Linked DNA regions of Mus musculus: all the other regions are linked to region 1. The links are chromatin contacts, called in public HiChIP or PLAC-seq maps. All regions are on one chromosome and are shown on one strand. Each heading gives the region's core, a stretch centred on a gene start, on an enhancer-like site or on the middle of the called end of the contact. The rest is flanking DNA. Distances are from core to core; before and after follow the strand shown.

Evidence for each region. HiChIP or PLAC-seq counts read pairs in DNA pulled down with a chosen protein or histone mark.
Region 2: an H3K4me3 HiChIP or PLAC-seq map of the SCID.adh cell line shows a contact between it and region 1, with 9 read pairs. The contact joins the enhancer-like site here to the promoter of Ibtk in region 1. A contact is called at or near these places in 3 of 39 promoter capture datasets (cranial neural crest and embryonic stem cells), 10 of 115 datasets of contacts at active chromatin or transcription factors (the SCID.adh cell line, T-cell acute lymphoblastic leukemia, cardiomyocytes and 6 more) and 1 of 9 other capture datasets (adipose tissue).
Region 3: an H3K27ac HiChIP or PLAC-seq map of thymic regulatory T cells shows a contact between it and region 1, with 7 times the contacts expected there. The contact joins the enhancer-like site here to the promoter of Ibtk in region 1. A contact is called at or near these places in 1 of 39 promoter capture datasets (cranial neural crest), 12 of 115 datasets of contacts at active chromatin or transcription factors (the NIH/3T3 cell line, the SCID.adh cell line, T-cell acute lymphoblastic leukemia and 9 more) and 1 of 9 other capture datasets (liver).

What each region holds. Positions count from the first base shown.
Region 1 is chr9:85,747,355-85,750,938 of GRCm38.p6, forward strand. It overlaps Ibtk (inhibitor of Bruton agammaglobulinemia tyrosine kinase), which reads right to left and starts at 1,980. Exons shown (of 29, transcript NM_001081282.2): 1 at 1,777-1,980.
Region 2 is chr9:86,392,085-86,395,668 of GRCm38.p6, forward strand. All of the region lies in intron 8 of Ube2cbp (ubiquitin-conjugating enzyme E2C binding protein), which reads right to left. Among named protein-coding and RNA genes, the nearest start is that of Ube2cbp, 71 kb to the right of the region's middle. Within about 2 kb of position 1,972, at least 29 of the 459 cell types and tissues checked have an H3K27ac peak or open chromatin away from gene starts, as enhancers often do. A contact at or near this core is called in the SCID.adh cell line, T-cell acute lymphoblastic leukemia and thymic regulatory T cells, where this site is marked.
Region 3 is chr9:86,375,418-86,379,001 of GRCm38.p6, forward strand. All of the region lies in intron 8 of Ube2cbp (ubiquitin-conjugating enzyme E2C binding protein), which reads right to left. Among named protein-coding and RNA genes, the nearest start is that of Ube2cbp, 88 kb to the right of the region's middle. Within about 2 kb of position 1,779, at least 14 of the 459 cell types and tissues checked have an H3K27ac peak or open chromatin away from gene starts, as enhancers often do. A contact at or near this core is called in the SCID.adh cell line, T-cell acute lymphoblastic leukemia, regulatory T cell precursor and 1 more, where this site is marked.

The DNA.
Region 1 (3,584 bases), core at 730-3,229:
TAAAAAAAGTTCCAGATGGGCATGCGTGTTTACAGTGGTATGAATGACAATGGACTCCAAAGGTTCCTATGCTTGAATGCTTGGCCCCCAGTTAGTTCAACTGTTTGGGAAAGACTGGGAGGTATGGCTGTGTGTTGCTGTGACCTTGATAGATGAGGTGTGTCACTGGAGGTGAGCTTTGAAGTTTCAAATGCTCAAACCAGGCCTGGTCAGTCTCAGTCTCTGTTTGTCTCTCTTTCGGATCAGGTGTGAGCTCTCAGCTACTGCTCAGTACCATGACCCAAGTACGTAGCTTCCCTAAGGACCCTGAGCAAACCTCTGAATTTTCTCAAAGCTTCAATATTTTCATTTGTAAAAAGTGAGATTAAGGGCTGGAGAGATGGCTCAGCTGGTAAGAGCACTGACTGCTCTTCTGAATTCAAATCCCAGCAACCACATGGTGGCTCACAACCACCCTTAATGAGATCTGACACCCTCTTCTCGTGCATCTGAAGTCAGGTGCAGTGTACTTATGTATAATAATAAATAAAATCTTTGGGCTGGAGCAGTCAGGGACTGAGTGAGCGAAGTTGAACAGAGCGAGCAGAGCCGACTAGAGCAAGCAGAGGTCCTAAAAATTCAATTCCCAACTGTACAGCTACAGTGTACTCATATGCGTAAAATAAATAAATAAATAAATAAATATTTTTTAAAAAAAAAGGAAGAAAGAAAGAAAGAAGTTTGGGCATACTCATTCAGTCTAGAATTTTATAATCCACAAGCATCTTGAACGTTTAAAATGTAATGAAATCATCACACAAAAATTGGCACACAGAAAAAAAAAATTGGCACACAGAAAGCCCTTCAAACAAGATTTACTAAAAAGAAAAAAAAAAACCGAAGATTAACATATCCAATTGAAAAACTGTAAAGCTGCGATGTGACTCAAGTTTTGCAAAAACTTTTTTAGAAAACACGTTTTAGAAAATAGTTCTGTCCTCAGGTACGGTGAAGCAGGTCTCCAAATCAATAAAAACAAATGAAAGTAACTCCACTGAGAAGTGAGGAACTGATGACGAAAAACACACACACACACACACACACACACACACACACACAAAACGTTTGGTAATTTGCATATGGAGGTAACCACACTAACTATGGGGGGGGGGGGGGAACTACTTCAAATGTTACCTACTTCGAGATAAAGGAAACAGGTGCTACTCAACTTCTCCTCCTTGAAAAATATCCCCTCTGACTAACACGACTCATGTTTTATGACTGTGTTAGATAACAGAGTTAAAGACGGCTTAAATCAGGGTTGGCCATTTCCCCTCGGATCCAAAATGCCTTTGCAACCTGATAGCTACGAACAAAAGGCCCCTCTATCCTGTCTCTGCAGAACAGACCCCAGTCCACTTCCACCCAGCAGCGAATGCTCAGAGCAAGACCTGCTTCTGCAAACTCAGCAAGGCCCGCGGGAACTCAAACTTTGTAAACTCCACCAAGGGTTTAGGGGACATGGGAGCCTCTAGGAAGGGATCCAAGGGAGGTGACACCAGTCAACCCTCGGAACCAGAAAAGCATCGTCGCTGGAGGGCGTGTCGGGCAGCTTGGCGACGTAGCACTTGGCGGGACAAGGCCATTCATTAGCTGGCAGGGGCGGCGGGGCTGCGCTGCCAGGCCACCCGCCCGTGCCACGCGGCGCGAAGCTCGGCAGCCGCCCCCTCCGCGAGTTCCCTCCCCGGGCCCCGCTCCCCTGCCGGGCTGGCAGGACGCCTTCGCCGTCGCCCTCACCAGTCGCTAGATGAAGGTGCGCCGGCGGTCTCCGCGGGGCAGGCGCGCGGCCGCGCAGGGACTCATCCTTAGTGAAAGCTACCGGGGACAACGAAGGGAGCCAGGAGCCGGGACGCCCGAGTCAGCTCCGGGGACGGCTGCACGGAAAGCGACAGCCGCGACTGTCGGCGCCGGGACCGGGTTCGGGGAAACCTGAGCTAGAGCGGGCGGGACTCGGGAATAAGACGGGCGCTGATTGGCCGGAGTTCGTGTATGCCCCACAGTGATTGGTCGGGGCCTGCCCACAAGGCCTAGCGTGGCAGTACCTCAGCTGTGGCCTTTCCCTAGTATCCCAAAGGAGCATGACCCCTGCCGGCCTTGGTGCGGTCGACACTGGCTGCCGCCCTACACTCAGAACCAGTACTGCCCCTCTTGGTGCCAGATGTCACCCTAGGAGATCTGTCTCCCCGCAGGTCGACACTCGGAAAGGAGGTTAAGGCTGGGATGGAGGAAACAAGGAACTGGCTGGATGCCCAAGCACCACTCCGTAGAAACGTGGGCATCTTAGAAAAGTTGCTTCCCGGATCACTCGTAGTGGGATAACTGGAAAACCAGAGGTGTCCTCTCCCCAAGACTGGGCCCTGCTGCTCTGTGCCCCGCCTGTTGTGCCCGGATTGTCTGAGTGTCACTCTCTTTTTGTCAGAAGGCGCCATAGATTTTTCAGATCGCCACTGTGCGACCAGCTGCTGACTTGGGTCACATCTGTCTGCCTGACGCCAGGCTTACAATAGGTTTTCCTCCCTGAACTCTTAAATCTACAAGCCATTTTAAAGGTTGCAAATTGTGTGCCAATAATCAGTCCAGAACGGAAAACATACTCCTGCTGAAGTCTGATACAGAGGCGCCTTAGTAAACATGTGTTCAGGGAGGAGTAGCATGACTCAGAGAAAAACAGCACTTGGAGCCCAGAGTTGTTTGAACCTCGGCCCTGTTTGTGTTGCTGTATGAGCCACTGACACCATCATCTATTAAACGGAGTTAAACTCAATACCCTCTTAGACTGCTTCAGCCCAATTGCCTGTTTTGTAGACTTTGTAGGAAAGTAAGTTGCTAGATCAAACTGAAGGAGAGATGGAAACAGACCTAGCTCCCCAGCTCTCCTCCCAGTGCAAGGACTTAATTTGCTTTCTTACTTCCTACTCTGACCCATTCTGTAATGTATAAACAGTGACTTGGAAGGAAGCTGTGTACACACTCATGAACAAAGACGCTCAGTGATCTGGAAGCTAGTGATGTAAATAAATGTGTTGCCCTGAGTTCACATCTTTTATCTGTCTCTTCTTTGTATTGGGTAAGTCATTTAGGTTTTCTGAAGCCTTAATTTCCTCATCTGCAAAGTGGGAATGGAATACATGTTGCTGTAGTGAAAATGTGTTGATAGACGCCCGCAGCACTTAGCAGAGTGCCAAGCACACAGTAACACCACCTAGAAGTTGCCATGTCTCAAACGCTTGTAAGCATTGGGGGTACAAAATGTCCATACGGCCATAATCATATACACAAAAATTAATTGCAACTTTAACGAATCTGTGAAAGAAAATAAGAGGTTTCATCTGACCCCCCCCCCCAAAAAAAATGACAAACTAGGGAAGAAGTAGAAAATAACTAGGTGAAGCAGAAAAAGAAAGACCAGCATCATGCCAAGGAATGAATGTCTTTGCCGTTGGAGATGGGGGACGAAACTGGTCCTGCTTCAACAAGGATCAGAAAGAGAATATTAGAAAGCTGCTTACAAAGTAAAACTTATCAGCCACAGTTGCCGCGGTGCT
Region 2 (3,584 bases), core at 722-3,221, 640 kb after region 1:
AAGTTAACAGTGATTAAGAAAAGGCCAGCATCATTGAGGTGAAATCTTCTGGGAAGTAATTTCTGAGAGTCACCGGGACACAGACGCTATGTTCCAGAGGCAACCAAGACTGTACCTCATGCTGGCAGCCTAACCTGGTAGTGTAAAAGTCACCCAGGTGATACTGCTTTCGAAGTCAAGAAGGGGTCATGGAGAGGAGCTGAGGCTTGGCACTGTGAGAGGCCAGGAGAGGCCATTGGGGAAGGTGCAGCCTCAGTATCTGTTAGTAGAAGGCCCAGGATTGAAGGGGTCATGCAGGCAGAGAAATTGAAGCCTGGCACCATGAAGAGGGCCTAGGAGAGGCTATTGATGAAAAGTGCAGCCAATGACCCCAGCACTTTGGAAATGCCAGTACTGCAAGACAACTACGAAGAACAGCAGCAGCTGTGGAGTGGTGCCAGCCAGAACTCAGAAGGCAAGCTGTGTGTGTGTGTGTGTGCTATAGACAGCAGAACCATAGAAGTGACCCAAGCCCTCTGGAGGACCCAGAAGATCATGAGTGGATCCCAGACATTGGACATTGTGGTTTTCACACTATTGAGAGTTTAGTTGTTTTGCTTTGCTTTGATTGTAACTGTACCCTGGTTCTTGACTCTTCAAGTAAGAAAGTAATTTATTTTTTGATGTTACAGGCATCCACAGTTAAATAAATTTAAGTGTGTGTGTGTGTGTGTGTGTGTGTGAGAGAGAGAGAGAGAGGAGAGAGAGAGAGAGAGAGAGAGAGAGAGAGAGAGAGAGAGAGAGAGACTGGAGTTTAGCAGAGATTTTGGATTTCAAAAGAAACTTGATACGTTTAAAGAGACAACTTTTAATGTGTTTAAACTTGTAAAGTCCTTGGCACTTTCATTTATTTTTTTAATGTGAAACTTTGAGGATGAATGAGAAAGGAAGGTTGTGGCTTAATGGTTACATGTTTGTGTGTCAAGTTGTTAAGTGTCAGTCATGCTGGAGAGTTTTATGTCAACTTGATACAAGCTAAAGTCAGCTAAGAGGAAAGAGCCTCAACTGAGAAAATGCCTCCATAAGATCAGATCATTGGCAAGCCTGTAGGGCATTTTCTCAATTAGTGAGTGATAAGAGAGGACACAGCCCGTTGTGGGTGGTGCCATGTCTCGGCTAATAGTCCTGTGTTCTATAAGAAAGGCTAAGCAAACCATAGAGAAAAAGCCAGTAAGCAGGACCCCTCTGTAGCCTCTGCATCAGCTCCCGTCTCCAGGATCCTGCCCTTTTTGAGTTCCTGTCCTGACTTCCTCAATGATCAACAAGGGTATGGAAGAATAAGCCAAATCAACCCTGTCCTCCCCGAGCTGATTTGATCATGGCGTTTCACCACAGTAATAGCAAAACTAAGTCTTTAAGAGCCAGCTCTAATGCTCTGTGGCATAGAGCTTTCATTTTGAATCACTATATACAGTTTTCCAAACTTGTCATCAAGTCATCAATTTTTACTCAGCAACATAGAAACCTTTCCCAACGTGTAAATAACCAGTAATGATTATTTAACTTCTCCTGAATGTCCACCTCTCGACCCAACCTTCCCATGGTTTGCGTTTGTTTGTGTGCACACATTAGGCTCTCATCCCTTCTAAGTATGTACACTCCGCTAAGCCATACACACAGCCTGTTTTATCCATTCTTTCTATTTATCCATCTGCCTTCTCACCCCTGCCAACTCACTGGACAGAACCAAGCTAAACTGACCTAGATAAAGCTCTTTGAGCCTGTAATAGATCTTGGTCCTGACTTTCTTAGGTGCCTTCTCCTCTCAAAGGTCTCCCCTCTATACAGCTCTGCTGAACTACAGATAATTTATAACTTTAACTCTCCAGTCTGTCTAAAAATAGATTTCCTGCAAGACCCAGACTCATCAAACTGAACATGTTTTAAGAGCACAAACTGCTTCCTGCAGTCGCCCCAGCTCTCCAGCTGCATCACAAAGAGAGATTCTGATATGAATCTCAGAAACAGCCACTTGCCTGTACTGTCTCGGTGTGGAGACCATAAATGAGAGGGGCTCACAGACCTTGAACTAGAAACACAGTCCTAGGGCAAGTGGACTCGGACAGAGGGATCCAGGGTTGGAAGTCATTAAATAACTCATGTCAAACCCTAATTACAAATACAATAGAGCTCGATTTTGTTAATTAAAGCAGACTTTGAAATGAAGCCCTGCTGTCACCACCCTATTATCATAATTTTGGAGCTGAAGACACTAGCCCAGAGTTGCCTAACTTTCTCTTACAGTCAGTCTGTAGACAACTGCTTTCTTCCGGCTCACAATACTGTTAGGATCAGTTTTGCTTTATGGGGCTAAACATAGAAAAGTTTTCATTTTTAATAAGAGCTCAGATAAATAACCCTAAGTCCCAAAGGGCCTTATTAAAACAGCCTGGTAAAAGTTTTACACTTGCATATATGAATTTGAAAAAAAAAATGTCTACCTAGCAGTTTGTGCTCCTGCTGACTTCTCTAGCCTTGGGGAAGTTATTGTTAAAATTCATATGTCTTGCGATTTCAAATGATTTAAAGCAGTCTATTATGATAAGTCACCATGAACAACACCCAGAGAAAGACACTGTTCAAACAGAAATCTCAATTTTAAATACACAAAGTACACAGAACGCACCCACTGGGGTGTTTAAATAGCATTAAGGTTCTGATACATCAATAACCTAATCACACTCTATCCTCAGAGCCCAGGATACAAAAATGTATTTTGTACCAGGTGGTTCATCTCCCCTTTCCTTTACCTAGGAGGTCATTCCAACACATTTTGACTCTACCCTAGAGAATTAAATTCTACACAGGAAAGCTCTCCCCAAGACTGGAAATTAAATCAGGGAGAATAAAGTGAACATAGGTGTTCACACTTTATCATGTCTCTTACTGATGTGGGAGGATCTAAACTGACACTATATATTCAAAGGTGAGAGGATGGTCACAAACAAATTTTATATTCAAACATCTGACGGCTAGGGATAACATTGTAGATACTTAGTAGTTAGTAAGTAACCAAGCCATTTTGGGGTCAATGTCTGTGATTATTGCTCCATCACACCAGGAGCAATGTTCCTTTGACCTTTGTGCCACTAACTGCTACTATCTAAGCTAGCCCTGGAAATGTACAAGAACTCAAAGATAGCAGACTCAGAGTAGAAACTGGCATTCTATCTTGGTAGAATGTCCAATATGTGGCTATCTGGTCTTTGCATCTGTGAGGAAGTTCTGTTTACACAGAACAGCCTAGTCTTCAAAACCCAAGCCCTTTAGAAACTGACATTAACACCCTGCCCTGATTTTCACCACACTAACCTTTTCCCATGTCTCCAACACTGAGTCCATGAGCTGGGTGATTCTTTCTCCTTGGTCATGGTTTTTTGTTTGTTTGTTAGTTGGTTTTTGTTTTGTTTTGTTTTGTTTTGTTTTTTCCTTTAATTTAGACTATTTATTTCTACTAAAAGAAGCTAACCAGGGCCTAGTGATAAAACATGGAATTTTACACAGTACATTTACACTATCTACTCTTCCCTTCACATGGATCCGGT
Region 3 (3,584 bases), core at 529-3,028, 630 kb after region 1:
CAGAACAGGCTCATTCTTCTATAAGAAGTTATTTTTGTCTGCCTCAAGATATTATTTTATTAAATAGAGTATTCCAAAGCTTGAATTAAAAAGGTAACCAGACACACATGGGAAAATATTCATATTAAATCAAAATATCTATATATCATGAAGAAATAGATTAGAAAACAGTATAACACAGTGGTTTTCAATCTTCCTAATGCTGAGACCCTTTCATTACAGTTCCTCAGGTTGTGGTGACCCCCCAACTATAAGATTATCTCTGTTGCTACTCTGTGACTACAATTTTGCTACTATTGTGAGTCGAAATGTAAATGTCTTTATGCAGTATATCTGATATTCTAACCTTATGAAAATGTCACTCAAGCCCCAAAGGTCGTGACACAAAGGTTGAGGAGCATGGGAATAGTGCATCACTGACTATTTTCCTTAGAGGGAAATAGCTTTGTCTTTTTTTTTTTTTTTTCCCTTCACACACTTTTTTTATCTTGTCCAGAAAAAAGTTCCTTTTATGATGTTGCTATCGATTCTGGTGCAGAGAAAAGCATGTTTCAATGTTGAGTAAAGGTTTCAGCTTTTTAAAAAAAGATTTATTTATTTATTTATTTATTTATTTATTTATTTATTTATTTATTTTAAGTGAGTACACTGTCACTCTCTTCGGACACACCAGAAGAATGCATCGCATTCCATGACAGATGGTTGTGAGCCACCATGTGGTTGTTGGGAATTGAACTCAGAACCTCTGAAGGAGCAGTCAGTGCTCTTAACCGCTGAGCCATCTCTCCAGCCCCAGGTTTCAACTGTTTAAATCGCTGTCTATGGTGTGAACCATCAAAAAGAGCATTCAAGCAAAAATGGCATACTTTAGCACTGGCTTGTCACGCACAAGCACGTCATCCTTGCTAAACATATACAGTCTGGTGACTTAAACAAACCAACCAACCAACCAACAAACAAAAAACCAAAAAATAATACTTAATTCATATAATATGTTACAGCATCATGATTTATATGGAAGGACATTTTTTTACACTGATGGTGTCAAAAGTTACAAAGGAAAGTAGCTATCCATATTTCTATGTGATTACGAAAATCTACATGGTTTCAACCCAGCTCTTACGACATTCTGTGATTCAGCACAGGCTTCTTTGTCCTGACCCTGGAGCCGGGCTGTGACGGGAAAGAAACACGAGTATGACCCTTCTCAGCCAGACCCCACACTCTGTGCTCTACCATAAAAACTATCCTAGATATTATTTAGTTGCTTCCATCCTAAAAGATTGTAACCCCAAAGGTCAACAATCAATAACTTTCAGGTATCCCAAGCCCCCACCCTCACTTTAAGCGATCTGAATAAATGTTTTGTGCACTTAGTCGAAGCAGCCAGATTTAAGATGGCCCAGGCTTCTCACAGTCAACCAGCCCCAACTGTCAATGTTAAAATTTACAAACTGCCTCTTATTTCAATTACATTAATTCATAGATGAAGACAGTATTACTTGAAAAATAAAAGTGGTAGCTTAGGAGAAAAAGAGTTCTGGGTATCTTTCCTCTAAATCTTTACATAATATTTTTACATTCTTTCTTCAATTAAGGGAGCAGTGTGGGAGTGTAGGAGAGAAGAAAGGAGAGGAGACAGGACAGATGCAGAGAGGAGGGGGAAGTGTCGGGACATAGTTAGAACTCAGTTTACATTAAAACACAGCAGTTATGACATGGGTTTGAAGACACATGTTGACACAGCTGAGATGTCACTTGTACCTACCCACCCATGACTCACACATCAGTGCACATCTGATAACAACGATGATCAAAGCCTGTTGTGAGACATGGGGCAGACTCAGGCTTTACTTCTGGTATTTCCTGCAAAGCATCATAACTATTAGATGGGAATCAGTCATCCCCCACTAGGAATCAACAGGAAAGATACTTCAAAGGGAACAAGGAACCAAACATCAGTCGAAAGCCATTTCCTTGACTTTTAAGCAGGGAAGGAAAAGCTTTTCCTAAGAGGCCAGAACTGTCAGTTGGTGACCAGAGTCTGAGAGTCTGAAATGCAATCAGAGGCCACTCTGTCCACTTTGCTAAACCTTTGCATCAGGAAAACTCCCAGGAGAGCTCACTATATGGCCTGTCTATTTCAAGACAACAGGAAAGGGAGGAAATGTCAGGCTTCCACTTCTAACGAAAATGGTGATATTGAGAATGAACAAGCCAATCGATATCAGGAAAACAACCCAGAAAAAACAGAGGGTGAGAGCATAGAAGTCATTCAGTGCAATGCAAATTGGAATGGCAGGGGTGGCATAGAAACTGAACACTGAAAATTAACGTATCTCCAAACCGTTCAACATATTGCCTGAGAAGAAAAAGTGCTAGCAATATGAGAAAACCAAGATGAAAGACATGAACTTAGATCTTGGATCTCTCACATGTTAGTAGACAATACGGACTTTTAAATGCTAGAACTGAAGACAACAGCATACAAAAGATACCTAAATATAATACTTCTCAAGCCTACAGATGTCAGAAATGCAACTGAAAAACTATAATAATAAAACCACAGATTTAGTCTCTCAAAATAAGAAAGCAGGCAAGGGACCACAACTAGGTAAGGGACCACAAGGGAGTCATAGAATCATGACTATAAACCTGTTTGATATGGAAGTTGCACAAGCAAACAAACTGAAGCAACTACTCTCAAGGACACAGAAGAGAAAAAAAAAAAAAAAAGAACTAAATGGACTGCTTCAGGGTTTCTGGTAAGTCATGTTAACACTGCTACCCACTGAGTTCAAAAGCATACTTGTCTGTGCATGGCCACAGGACAGATCCCATCCCCAGTATTAGAAGGTGCTGCAGCCTGTAACTCTAGCAGTTGGGAGGTAGAGGCAGGGGGAAGAGAAGCTTAAGAACATCCTTGGCTATCTAGAGAGTACAAGGCCTGCCAGGGCTACATGAGGTTCTGAAGAAGCAGAGAAAGGGGAGAGGGAAAGGCAGAGAGACAGAGACAAACAGGAAAACAGAGAGAGACAGACAGACAGGGAGACAGAGAACTAACTCATAAAAACATACCATGTAAATGCATGTTCCTAATACATTTTAAATATGATTTATTAAGTAATGAACAGAATCCACATGACATTTTTTTCTGGAAAAAAATTACAGAAAAACCTTGGTTTAAAAAAAAAAATTATACTGGGGACTGGAGAGATGGCTCAGTGGTTAAGAGCACTGACTGTTCTTCCGAAGGTCCTAAGTTCAAATCCCAGCAACCACATGGTGGCTCACAGCCATCTGTACAGCTATACTGTACTCATAGACATAAAATAAATACATCTATTAAAAAATCATACTAATTATCTAAATTAAAGAACTCTAGAAAGCCAGAATTGGGGTATATGGTTCTTGAAAGTTCTACTTTTCAAATCGCTAGTAAGACCTGTGACCTTGTCAAGGAAAACCTCCCAAGGACCAAAAAGTCCATTGAAGGCCTGAAGACAGCCTGGGCTAGCAGAGTGCTGCCTCGTACACTTGAACGCCTGATGTGACCCCAGAACAGCAGAAAGTCAGCATTACAC